3 separate regions of the Mus musculus genome follow, and all the other regions are linked to region 2. The links are chromatin contacts, called in public ChIA-PET and HiChIP or PLAC-seq maps. All regions are on one chromosome and are shown on one strand. Each heading gives the region's core, a stretch centred on a gene start, on an enhancer-like site or on the middle of the called end of the contact. The rest is flanking DNA. Distances are from core to core; before and after follow the strand shown.

The links. ChIA-PET counts read pairs in DNA pulled down with a chosen protein or histone mark. HiChIP or PLAC-seq counts read pairs in DNA pulled down with a chosen protein or histone mark.
Region 1: an RNA polymerase II ChIA-PET map of memory CD8 T cells shows a contact between it and region 2, with 34 read pairs. The contact joins the promoter of Gale here to the promoter of Ifnlr1 in region 2. A contact is called at or near these places in 3 of 484 Hi-C or Micro-C datasets (Th1 cells and embryonic stem cells), 1 of 115 datasets of contacts at active chromatin or transcription factors (memory CD8 T cells) and 1 of 9 other capture datasets (pancreatic islet).
Region 3: an HNF4G HiChIP or PLAC-seq map of pancreatic cancer cells shows a contact between it and region 2. The contact joins the promoter of Pithd1 here to the promoter of Ifnlr1 in region 2. A contact is called at or near these places in 2 of 115 datasets of contacts at active chromatin or transcription factors (embryonic stem cells and pancreatic cancer cells) and 2 of 9 other capture datasets (adipose tissue and pancreatic islet).

What each region holds. Positions count from the first base shown.
Region 1 is chr4:135,961,625-135,965,713 of GRCm38.p6, reverse strand. Gale (galactose-4-epimerase, UDP) reads right to left here and starts at 1,989. Exons shown (of 11, transcript NM_001356493.1): 1 at 1,926-1,989; 2 at 258-380; 3 at 33-148. The coding sequence starts at 375. Hmgcl (3-hydroxy-3-methylglutaryl-Coenzyme A lyase) reads right to left here. Exons shown (of 9, transcript NM_008254.3): 9 at 3,046-3,605. The coding sequence ends at 3,504.
Region 2 is chr4:135,684,702-135,688,611 of GRCm38.p6, reverse strand. Ifnlr1 (interferon lambda receptor 1) reads right to left here and starts at 2,155. Exons shown (of 7, transcript NM_174851.3): 1 at 2,013-2,155. The coding sequence starts at 2,070.
Region 3 is chr4:135,985,800-135,989,866 of GRCm38.p6, reverse strand. It overlaps Pithd1 (PITH (C-terminal proteasome-interacting domain of thioredoxin-like) domain containing 1), which reads left to right and starts at 2,623. Exons shown (of 6, transcript NM_025411.4): 1 at 2,623-2,929; 2 at 3,432-3,475; 3 at 3,849-3,926. The coding sequence starts at 2,732.

The sequences.
Region 1 (4,089 bases), core at 740-3,239, 280 kb before region 2:
CGCTGAGCCATCTCTCCAGCCCCAGTACATACCTTCTTAAAGAGGTGCTGTAGGGCTGCCTGGTCCAAGATGTCCATCTCCTCAAACTCCACAGAGCGGCCTGTCAACTCCTGGACCCGGCGCAGGCTCTCAGGCATGGAGTCTTCTCCTGGTGGTGGTGGTGGTGGTGGGGCACACGGTGTTCAATATTAGAGAATGGGGTCCTGTACCCAACCCCTCTAGAAACTGTTCACTGATTCGTACCCAGCTTCACTCACCACGAATGGCGTTATGGAAGTTGTCAATGACCACAGGTGAGTAGCCTGCCTCCAGCAGCTCCAATACCGTGTGGCTGCCGATGTAGCCAGCCCCACCTGTGACCAGCACCTTTTCCATGGCGCCTGCTTAGAAGACAGAGTTTCAGAGGTGGCCGAGGCTTCCTGCTCAGGGCCTCACTCCAACTGGATGCTCGACCCCTACCTTCATCTTGGAGGATGTAGGGGTGAGCCCTAGTTTAAGGAGAGGTTCCAGAATCAGCCCTGGGTCTAACTAGCTAACTACCAGTTTCTGGCTGTAGGGGCTGACGTTTTGAACTCTCTCTAGGGCACAGTTTTCACCTCTAGAACTAATTATTGTACACACCCCATGTATTAGGAGGGCCCAATGAAGCAGTTTAAAGGTCTGCCACCTGCATATGTAGGACATCAGACACACCATGCTGTCTAGTTCCTGTTGACAGAGGGTGGGAAGATGGGCCTTTTGAAGACCCACCCTTCCTGCCTCCATGTCTGGAGTATGGACAGTCTCGGGCAGAAGAACATCGCTTAAGAATGGGAGGCTAGGATACAGAAAAAGGGACCTGTCCCTGTAAACTGACACCTTTTCCCCGGAGCAAAAGGTTCCTGGGTTTGATGACTAACATCTAGTGCTCCAACAACCCTTCCCCTGGAAGGTCAGTTGGGAGGAAGCAGTAAGAACGCCAAATGGCCTCAAGGGTGGGGTCCTTAGCCAGGAAGGCTGTGCCCAGCTCAGAGGCTGCAGTGCCAACAGCCCTGGAGTGGGTAGGGCTTCACCCCACCCTGGGGCAGCCAATAGCTCAGCTTTGGCCCAGCTGACTTGGAGCCACAGATCCCGCCCAAGGAGGGCAGCACCAAGTGAGCCGGTGTCGACGTGGATTTGGCTCGCTCTCCGCTGCCAGGTGTGCATCCCCACCCTGAGCAAACTGCTGGGCGGACAGAGAGGCAGTCCACACAGTGAGGCCTTTCATTTTCACGACCTGGCTCGCTGCCGTCTTTCTCCGAGCTGCCTCAAGTTTCTGCTGGGGTTATTCTGCTGCAGCCCACTGGACGGGGCGTCCAGTGCGACCCAGAATCACTACCCCGCACTTGTGCGTTATTTTCCCAACATCTGGATGTGGCAGGTGTTTCTACCAGCCCTGGGTACTAGGGTCTGAGCCCAGAGGCAGTCGGCCTGGGGTCACACAGCAATAAGAACTGACTAAGGGGGATCCCCGAGACTATGCCCCGCGACTCCCTGCAGCTCCCGCATTGCGCGAAGACGCGGGGAGGCGGTCGCTGAGGGGACTCTGGTGGCAGAAAGGCTGCTCTGAGGTCGCTCCGCTCCGGACTAGGGGATGACCTTGGTCAGCGGTCCCCTCCTCAGTTTTCCCTGTCTGTACAAGGCAGGAGAGCGGATGCTGGGTCTCAGCAGCCTGGGCGAGGCGGAGCTTAGCTCTGGACTTCGGGTCTGGGCTGGGAGCAGGAGCGGGGAGCCGAGCCCCGAATGAATGGGCTCGGGTGGCCCCCGCTACGGTTGCGGAAAACGCGAGCAGAAGGGGTGAGCCTGGCCCTGTTCCGAACACGAACCGACCCTCTTGGAACCTCCTCGCTCCCCACCAAGCATTGGCCCTTCCGAGCTCACTAAGCCCTTCATTCTACCGGCCGAACCTGCGGAAGCTCCAGCGCTGACTCCAGGCACCGCCTCCCGCGACCAGCGCCGCGGCCCCTTTAAGACCTGACAGCCCAGCCCGACCCCGCCCCTCCACGCCCTCCAGGAAACGTGTGTACTGGGTTACTGCCTGGACGGCAACCCTGGAGGGACAAATGGTCTGCACAGGCTTTAAACGCCTGCGCAGTGCGCTTCCATCGAGGGCGGAAATGAGGGGTGCGGACGCCATCCGGTTACCGGCGGGCTGTTGAGGAGAAACAAGGTCGGGACTGGGCCCTTTCTAGTCCCTCCACTCAGAGCCACTGTTTGTGTCAAACCCTTGGTCGGGCAGCTCCAGTTGGAGGACATGGCTGGCCCGGGCTGCGTCCAAGTTCACGTGGGAAGAAACCCGCGATGGCGAAGGAACCTTGACATTCACAGTAGCAATTGCTGTGCCCATCGCTGAGCCGCTGCCTCCCTCCCCCAAAGCTGTGTTTGCGCACCTGCCCCCGTATAGGGACTCAAGACACTTTTGTCTCGGTTTAAGATACAAAGCGGGACCGGGCGGTGGTGGCACACGCCTTTAATCCCAGCATTCGGGAGGCTGCTCCTGCAGAGGCCCCGAGTCCTGTTTCTGGCACCCACATACCTACCGCCTCTCATTACATAGGATGCCATGCCCGCTTCTGACCTCCGTTGCACATACCATACATAGCTGGCATTCTCTCACAAATACATAAATGAAGCTAAATCTTTCCTGGTAGTACAGGTCTTCAGGCCCAGCAGAATTTCAGTGAGTTTATGAAAAGGGAAGCTGAAGATAGCTAGCGCGTGAATAAATAATAATAATAATAATAATAATAATACTGTCAAGTTGACCATTGTGGAAGTTTGTTATCTCACTGGAAGCAGATACAGATGGATCCCTGGGGTTCACTGGCCAGCCAGCCTAGTCTCCTTAGCTAGTTCCAGACCAGTAAGAGATCTATCTTCCTGATCTATCTTCCTGCTCTGGAAACAGGCACGTTCTCAGAAGCGAGTCCTAGGGTGTTCCCCACAGCAATGATTTCCAGTCAGTGGTCTGGGGGCTTGGGTGTGGCGATGGAAGAGATCCAAAGATGAACCAGCCACAAAACCTTCCCTCTTCCCTCAGAGCAATTTTACTCCTCCACCCATAAACACACGTTTGAATGTTATATTAGAAAATTAAACCTTTAATTACATAAGCTGTTTTCAAAAAAATCACACACAGAGTGGAGATTTCGTTGGCAGATGACCACAGATGCAGATCAACCCCCACCATTCCAGCAAATGCTCTGCTGGCATAAGGGGAAACTGCTCTCTGTCCTCAGAGGTAGAACAAAGGCCCTGCGGCGGTGGACATCAGCTCTGTTGGCAGGCAGACTCACCCAGGGCCATCCCAAGCAAGTGCTTAGGCACAGCTCTGGGGAGCTGGCCCAGGCCAGGCAGCTCTAGCCCTTATCATCAGGGACAGGGACCTCTGTGATGCCGGCTCATTTGCTCTCATTCCATCTCTTCATCCAGGAATCATTGTATACACCCAATTCCCTCCGTTCTGGTTCAGGCGAACGAGGGTCTCAGAGCTTGCAGGTGGCCTGTGCCACTTTGGAACTAGTTTTTCTGTTAAGGGCTTGACAGATGAAGTCCCCAGCTTCTAGAAGTTTCTGGAGGTTCACACCCTTGAAGAAGTAAGGAATAAAGTAAGGCAAACAGACCATAGACAGCTGTTGACATGGGAAGGGGAAGATGACAGCAAACAGGCCCCTCCTGCAACAGTTGTGACCACTGTCTGGGGCTGTCTCCAGCAGGCGGTTTGTGGAAGGGACCTTATTAGTGGTGTCCCATCTCCATGTTCAGGGTCCAGCCTGCCCCACAGGAACTGTGATGTCCATTCGTTGGCCTTTGTGTCTCTTTCCCTGTGCTGAGACTGTCCCCAGACCATTGCTAATGCTAGAGAAGGTCTCACCTACTAGACCACTCCCTCACCCAACTCGACTGTAACAGTAAGTCCAATCTGCTAGCCGGCCATTACTGAGTGCCAAGCACGCTACAGTTTCTTCTGATGCTACAGATTGGTCCAGGGTGTCTCCACTGACCTATGCTTCTGGCCATGCGTTTTCTTAATCCTGTGACAGTGGAGAGCACACGCACCGTTGTTACTCG
Region 2 (3,910 bases), core at 906-3,405:
GGAAACCAAGACCCTCTTAGATGCTCAAATCTAGATCAAGCCAACTGTCAGGTGTGAGCTCTGAGCTTACCTCCTCTTCTGGTTTCTCCTGGGGCTCAGTCTTAGTCTGTTTTTTTTTTTTGTTGTTGTTGTTTGTTTGTTGTTTTTTGTTTTGTTTGTTTTTTTTTTTTAAGCAGGTTTGTTTTAGTCTCTCTGTGTATCTGTGTAGTTCTGACCTGGGCCTCAGAGATCCACCTGCCTGTGTCTCCCTAGTGCTGGATTAAAGGCGTGTGCCACCACCACCTGCTTTAATCACCTTTTACATTTATTTATCATGTGTGTGATGCACGCTATGGTGTCTATGTGGAGGCAAAAGCTCACTTTGCAAACATTGGTTCTTTCCTTCTAACGTGTAGATTCTGTCCATTGAATGTCAGGAACGCTTACCTTCAGAGCCATCTCACCAGTCCCCTTTTGACTATGGGAGAGACAAACAGCTTAGTCTAGGCTAGCTCAAATGTGCGGTAATCTCTTAACTCAGCCTCTTGGGTACTAGGAATACACGCAGGAACAACCACACCCGACCAGCTTTAACCCATGCTTCCTATCTTCCTCTGTGTACCAGGGAACAGAAGGAAATGGCTTCATCTTCTGCCCCACGGGAGCTCATGGTCACAGGGAGAATTCAGTCACGTGGGTCACCATGGAGACCCATACATTTTTTTTTTTTTTTTTAGGCACCAGGCAAGGTAAGCCCAAGTCTACATGATTCTCTCAGCTCAAGCTCACGCCAGGGCTGCCCCCTCATTTTTGACCCCAGATGTGGGTGTCTTTTTCTCTCCTGTCCTGTGCCCTGAAGGTGCATAATTGAGACACCGCAGTTAAACCCAGCTTCCAGTTTGTCTAGCAAGAGGCCACTCTGTATGTAAGCCCCTTAGTTTTAAGCCATCCGTGAGCCATCCATGAGCAGGACAGGCCCAAAGTTTGAGCTTGGCCACATGGGGAAAGTCACAGTTCAGAGTTGCCACACTTCACAGAGTCTTCAAGGGTTCCAGGGACTGGTATAGCACTGTATAAAATGTCATTCAGTCCTCAGGACAGACTACCCCTTGGGGCAAGGTGTTACCCACAGCCATCATCAAAGAGACACGGCTCAGAGATCAATGTTAACTAAACCAGTTTGTGTCAGGGATGGAACATAATCCCGTGTCCCCCAAGACCCTCGTTAACTCAAAAACACTGCTACAGAGCTGTGAGCTCGCTCAGGGCAGGGGCAGCACTGGTCATGGGCAAACCTAGGGCTCAGCCTTATTCCTCTGCCCTGTGTGTGCCCCTCTGGGGTACTTCTAAAGCAACCTATGAAGTGCTCTGAGCCTCAGTTTCCCTCACTTAAAAATGATGACTGTCTACCACTTAGAGCAGCTGGGTTGAAAACCTTAAGGAGAACACAGTGGCCAGGACAAAGAAGCAACCAAAAATAATATGAACGTTTATGATTGTTTATCGGCTCTAAGAACCCTTCCTGCTCCTTTGACTGCGTCTAGGACTCTGAAGTATGCCCATGGCTTCCTCCCTGGGGAAGTTGATGAGTGGAAAATTGGGGTTCGGTGCTTGGGTCCTGGCCTCGGGTATTCTGTGCCCCGCTGTCTTACCAGATGAAAGACAAAGAGAGAAAATGCCCCGTTAAAGAGTCTCCTAGCAGGGACCAGATCAACCAGAGCTGGATCCCGGCAGCTCCTGTATGTCCCCTATTAAAAGTGTCAATCAGGTATGCACTCTGGGATTCGGTCAACAAATACAGTCAACGCTTTCCGGTGTCTGTGCCTGGAACTCCCGGCCCTGCCTGGAATAAGGAAACCGGGATCCTTTCGTCCAGAAAAGGCCGTCCAAGCTCAGGATTGTTTCACTCTGGGACCAAGCAAACCCGCGGCAAGTGTACAGAATCCCTGAGGCCCAGCACCAAGTCCCCTCTCGGGACCTCGGGTGGGTGGCACATCTTCGCGGTCCCCGCGGTCCCCGCGGTCCGTACTTACCTAGGGCGCTCTGCAACAGGAACAGGAGTAGGGGCGCCCACCGGTCGGCCCGCCACATTTCGGTCCCTGGGGTCCCCGCCGCCCGCCGCAAGGCCCCTGGGCGGCAGGTGACAAGGGCGGCGGCCCAGGGAGGAGGAGCCTCCGGCGGTGCCACCGGTGGGGATTCACCTAGGGCTGCCCCGCGTCGCCTGCCGTGGGTGGGGGCGGGGCTCTCAGTAACATTTTTTAAAAATCAGACAAGAAATCCAGTTCTGGGGTTCCGTTGAGGAGTAAATAGCACCTAGGGTAGAGTTCGAGGAGACTGGCAAGACTCCCGTTTTGCAGGCGGAGCGGGGGATGGCACCCAGCCTGTCTTGCGAGTTTCTTACTGAGTTTCTGCAGGAATTCCCGGCAGGCTTGTTACTCCCCGCCTACATCGCGGTAAAAGCTTGGAGGAGGCTGTCCTAAGCTGCAACGCGGTCTGTGTCGCTACTAACCAGAAAGGACATCGCTTCAGGCTTTGTTTTCTATCCTGGAGCAGGGGACACTTCATTCCACCACACAAACCATTCTAACTAGCCAAGTGGGAAACGCTGGTTTTGTAAACAGAAGGGCCGAAACCAGAAACCTGCGAAACCACGGAAGGGGAAGCGGGATCTTTCTAAATTACTCTCCTTATAGGTAGAGTCGGGACAAGGCTAGGACAACAACGTGTGTGTGTGTGTGTGTGTGTGTGTGTGTGTGTGTGTGTGTGTGTCCTTTTGTGTGTAAGGATTAAGGGTTATGGACTTCATCTTCTGCATTTTGCCTGCACGGAGTGCGAATGGGGAGTTGGGGTGGATACCACATAGGTACATTGATATCTCTATGGAATTGTTGCAGAATACATACAAGATAGAAAAAGAACAAAAGCTGGACTTTTGGAAAGCAGGCCATTAGCTCAGGTTTCTCTTGATCTCCTGGGGGATTCAATAGACAGCTTAGTTTCTGTCTGGGGACCCAACTTTAACTCGAGTTATTTTGATTTGATTTTTTTTTTAAACTCTGCTCTGTTCAGGCCCAGCACAACAAGAGGTGTCTGGGATTTTTTAAACTACATTCGAGAAGCACAAAAACACATCCTAAAATTATGAGCTTTTTAAGGTACACACCTGCAATCCCAGCCCTGGGTTGATAGAGGTTGGGGGACCAGGAGTTCAAGGTTAACCTTGGCTATGTAAGAAATCAATCATTATGATCCATTTTCAGTATAAGGTGTGTTTAGGGCTCGTCAGAGATGGTGGAGGGGCTCTAGGCCCCTTTTTCCTCTGCCTAGCAGCTGGTGTCTGCTTCTCTAGGTATTGTCAGTGTGTTCTAGGGTTGAAAGTTACAGGTAGTCTGCCCGCCTGTAAGCTCACATATCAGAAAAGGAAAGGTTTGTGTCCTGTACCATTTAGATAAGGAATTCCGGAAGGGGACAATACTAGACAGCAGGTAGATTTTAGCTCCCTGAAGAATTCAGCCAATGGGAACCAAAGAGAGCCGAGAAATGAGATTAGGGGCATAAAAACCATTTTTGTGTCACATTTGGTGCCCCAAACATGTTTGCCTTTTCTCTGGGCTGACTCTACTTTGCAAGTTCTCAACACAAACTGATTCTCTGCTGGGGCTCCAGGACCCTTATTCTGAAATGAAGACCAAACGAATTCGGAGTCCCAGGACTCTTATTTTGAAGTGAAGACCACTGCTTCTCAGCTTTATAGGGATTCAGTTGAGGCTAGCCTGATCTACTCAAGACTTTGTTTCAATTAAAACAAAAGGAGCAAAAAGCTGGATAAAGCTATGTCTTCCTAGACATCATAGAGAGAAATATCTAGACATCTCCCTCTACAGTAATGGCCATTATTTTGGAGTAAAGAGGATTTTTTTCTTTACATTTT
Region 3 (4,067 bases), core at 1,374-3,873, 300 kb before region 2:
AGATCCCAACGCCCACGTGAGAGCTGGACTGAGGGCCTGTGGTCCAGTGCGGGCTGAGGGCATGTGTCTGTGGCCCAGTGCGGGCTGTGGGGTCAGGAGGACTCTCCAGGGAGTCACGGCCAGCCTGTCTAGCTGAAACAGTGTATTTCAAGTTCAATGAGAGACCCTGTCTCTCTTGTTTTAAATATTTATTTATTTTATGTATAAGAGTACACTGGCTAGGCAGGGGGGTGGTGCACACCTTTAATCCCAGCACTTAGGAGGCAGAGGCAGGCAGATTTCTGAGTTCTTGGCCAGCCTGGTTTAAAGAATGGGTTCCAGGACAGCCAGGGCTACACAGAGAAACCCTGTCTTGAAAAAACAAACAAAAAAAGAGTACACTGTAAGCTGGAGAGATGGCTCAGCACTTTTATATATATGGTGAGTGTTCTCATCATATATGTATAATAAATAAAATGTATATGAGTACACTGCAGCTGTCTTCAAACACCAGAAGAGGGCATCAGATCCCATTACAGATGGTTGTGAGCTACCATGTGGTTTCTGAGAATTGAACTCAGGACTTCCAGAAGAGCAGTCAGTGCTCTTAACCACTGAGCCATCTCTCCAACTCTGACTTTCAGTTTTTTTGACTTCGACTATGAAAGTCATTCCATGTGAACACAAGACTCAAAATGGAAATCAAAGGTCCTTGTCATATCAGATGGGATGGCAGCCTGAGGGTAGGGGTTCAGTCACCTGCCCAGCACCACACTTCTAGTAAGTACCAGTGTTTAGACTGCACAGAGGTAACGAACAAATTGGATACTTCACCTGTGTTAGCCATTCACTGCACTGTGTTGTCTGTTTTGGTTTTGAGACAGGGTCTATGTGCCTAGTATGGCCTTGAATGTGAGATCTACCTCTCCATTGCCATTGCTGGTCCATTGCCGGCTTTCCAGCAAAAATCACCACACCCATGTGTTTTGCTTGTTTGTTTTTCAAGACAGTTTCTCTGGATAGCATTGGCTATCCTGACACTCATTTTATAGACCAAGCTGGCTTCAAACTATGAAATCGGCCTGCCTCTGCATCCTGAGTGCCAGGACTAAAGGTATGTGCCACCACCTTACATGTTGAGTTCTTCTTTTGCGGGGGGTGAGGGGGTGTTTCGAGACAGGGTTTCTCTGAATAGCCCGGGCTGTCCTAGAACTCACTTTGTAGATCAGGCTGGCCTCGAACTCAGTCTGCCTCCCGAGTGCTGGGATTAAAGGTGTGCTCCACTGTGCCCGGCTTCTTTTTTTTTTTTTTTTTTTTTTCCCTTAAGATTTATTTTATGTATATGAGTACACTGTAGCTGTCTTCAGACACACCAGAAGAGGGCATTGGATCCCATTACAGGTGGTTGTAAGCCACCATGTGGTTGCTGGGAATTGAACGCAGGACCTCTGGAAGAGCAGTCAGTGCTCTTAACCACTGAGCCATCTCTCCAGCCCACATGTTGAGTTCTTGAATCACATTCTTCCCTTACTATTCAGTGTGACTACTCAACAGATACTATCCTGCCCACGGAACAGAGAAAAATGACTCAGAATAGGAAAAGGTGATATTTTCCTAGTGTCACACCGTCAGGGACAGACCCAGCATTCTCACCCCAGGTCTGGTGGTGAGTATACCTTCTATCAAGAAGGTAGCTATGGGCTATGAAGATGACTCAGCGGCTAAGAGCATTTGCTGTGGAAACACAAGGACAGAGTTCAAATCTCCAGCAGTCACATAAAAGCCAAGCACAGGCCCAGCAGCAAGCCCAGCTTTGGAGGGTGGAGCCTAGAAGCTCGCTGACCATTTAGCCTAGTCTAAATGGTGAGCCTCGAGTCCGGTGAGAGACTGCATCAAAAAAATATGATGCTGCTGAGCAGGATGGCCCATGCCTTCAATCCCAACGCCCCGGAGGCGGAGGCAGATGGATTTCTGTTGCGTTTTATGCCAGTCTGATCTACACAGTGAGTTCCAGGCTCAGTAGATAGTTCCAGCCAAAACTAGGTAGTAAGACACTTTATTAAGGGAAAGAGCGCGATAAGCCACAGAAGACACCAAATAGATAGATAGATAGATAGACCCATGATAGATATATAATAAATGTAACTAATTAAATCTAACACCAGATTTGGTGGTGCGTGCCTTTAATCCCTGAATTTGGGATTTGGAGGCAGGAGGGTCAGGAGTTGAAGGTACATAGATCATCTGAGGTCAGCCTGGGGCACATGAGAAACTAGCTTAAAAATATGGAAGGAAAGGCGGAGAAAGGAGACAGAGAAGGAAAAGAGGCGGGAGAAAGTAGGGGGTAAACAGATGAGGTTAACAGGGCGTCAGGGGGAGAGAGGAGGCAAGCTTTGCTGTGCTGTCGGCCCCGCCTTATCCACCACGCCGGAGAAAGGTGGCCGCTAGGGAAGAAAGCGCACGCTTTGGCTCGGGAGGGGAGGATTCGCGTCCCTGCCACGCGTCCCCAGCCCTACAGTTTCCACGCTTGAACGGTACCACTGAGCGACACCGCCAGCGTCCAGCTCTGCTGGCGCAGGTCCACGTCAATCCCTCCCGGCCCCGCCCTCTGGGCCGCGCGCGCATGCGCCGCGCAGGGGCGCCTTTTACGACGCCTCGGTGGCGGCGCTTGGCGGTCGTCGCGGAGCCGAGTGAGCTCCGGGTGAGCGGCGGTGCCGAGGGAGTCACAGGCGAGCCGGCGGGCGGCGTCGCCATGTCGCACGGCCACAGCCACGGCGGGGGCGGCTGTCGCTGCGCCGCTGAGCGCGAGGAGCCGCCCGAGCAGCGCGGCCTGGCCTACGGGCTGTACCTGCGCATCGACCTGGAGCGACTGCAGTGCCTCAACGAGAGCCGCGAGGGCAGCGGCCGCGGCGTCTTCAAGCCGTGGGAGGAGCGGACCGACCGCTCCAAGGTGGGCGGCCCGGGAGCCCCGGGGCCTCGCAGGGTAGACAGACAGGGAAACTGAGGCCCAGAGGAGCAAGGTGGGCGCTTTACCTCCCTTCCGAGGCGGCGAGGGCATGTGAGGGAGGAGAGCAGAGAGGACTGCTGTCTCTTCCTCTGACCATTGGTCCAGATGGCTGTCCGATGGCCTCACCTGGCCTGGGGTCGCGATCCGTACTTCTAACCTGGAACCCAGACCCCTTTGAGAGCCATTTGAAGGTTCTCCAGAAGGGTACACAGAAGCACTGGTCTTTTGAGTTCGCAGCCTGGGAAACCCCCATTAGAATCCCTCTAAGAGGGGCCGTGGTGATTAGAATATGGAGACTGAGCAGCTCCCAGCTATGAGGACCTGGGCGCGGGTTGTTGGGACAGGTCCATTTGCATCGCGACTCAGTTTGTAGAACAGGGAGGCCAGATGCCTGAAATTGTAGTTTCTCAGCAGATATCTGTTGCTTCCTCCCCATGCACCGCAGTTTGTTGAAAGTGATGCGGACGAAGAGCTCCTGTTTAATATTCCGTAAGTATCTCCTTGGCTCTTGCCTCAGGCAAACTGGGCTGTACCCAGTTGTCTCTTCGGATGACTTCATTTGATGGCTATGTCAAGAGTGCACACCTGTGTCTAGAAATGGGGTAGATTTTCTTTGGTGGGTTTGAGAAAGTAAGTATAGGAGCTTGTGTGTGTGTGTGTGTGTGACTACACATGCATTTGTCGAATTATAATTGAGGTGATTACATTTCTTGGAGGTATGGAATGACAGGGTCTTTGAAAGGACTACAGGTGGCAGATGAGTCAGCTGAGCTAAAAGGGAAGGGTCTTGTCAGAGTCACATGGCTGCTGGTCCTCAGGGTTCAATCCCAGGTAGACAACCTTCTCTTTGGAATTCTGGCAGGTTTACGGGCAATGTCAAGCTGAAAGGCGTCATCATAATGGGCGAGGATGATGACTCGCACCCCTCGGAGATGAGACTGTGAGTAGTGAGGGCTTCGGCCCTCGGGAGACTCCCACCTAGCTTTTGCTGGTATATTTTATTCCAGGGATATGGAGATGGCTCAGTGGGTTAGAGGGCTTGCTGCATCAAGTATGGGGGATCAGAGTTCAACAACAGGTT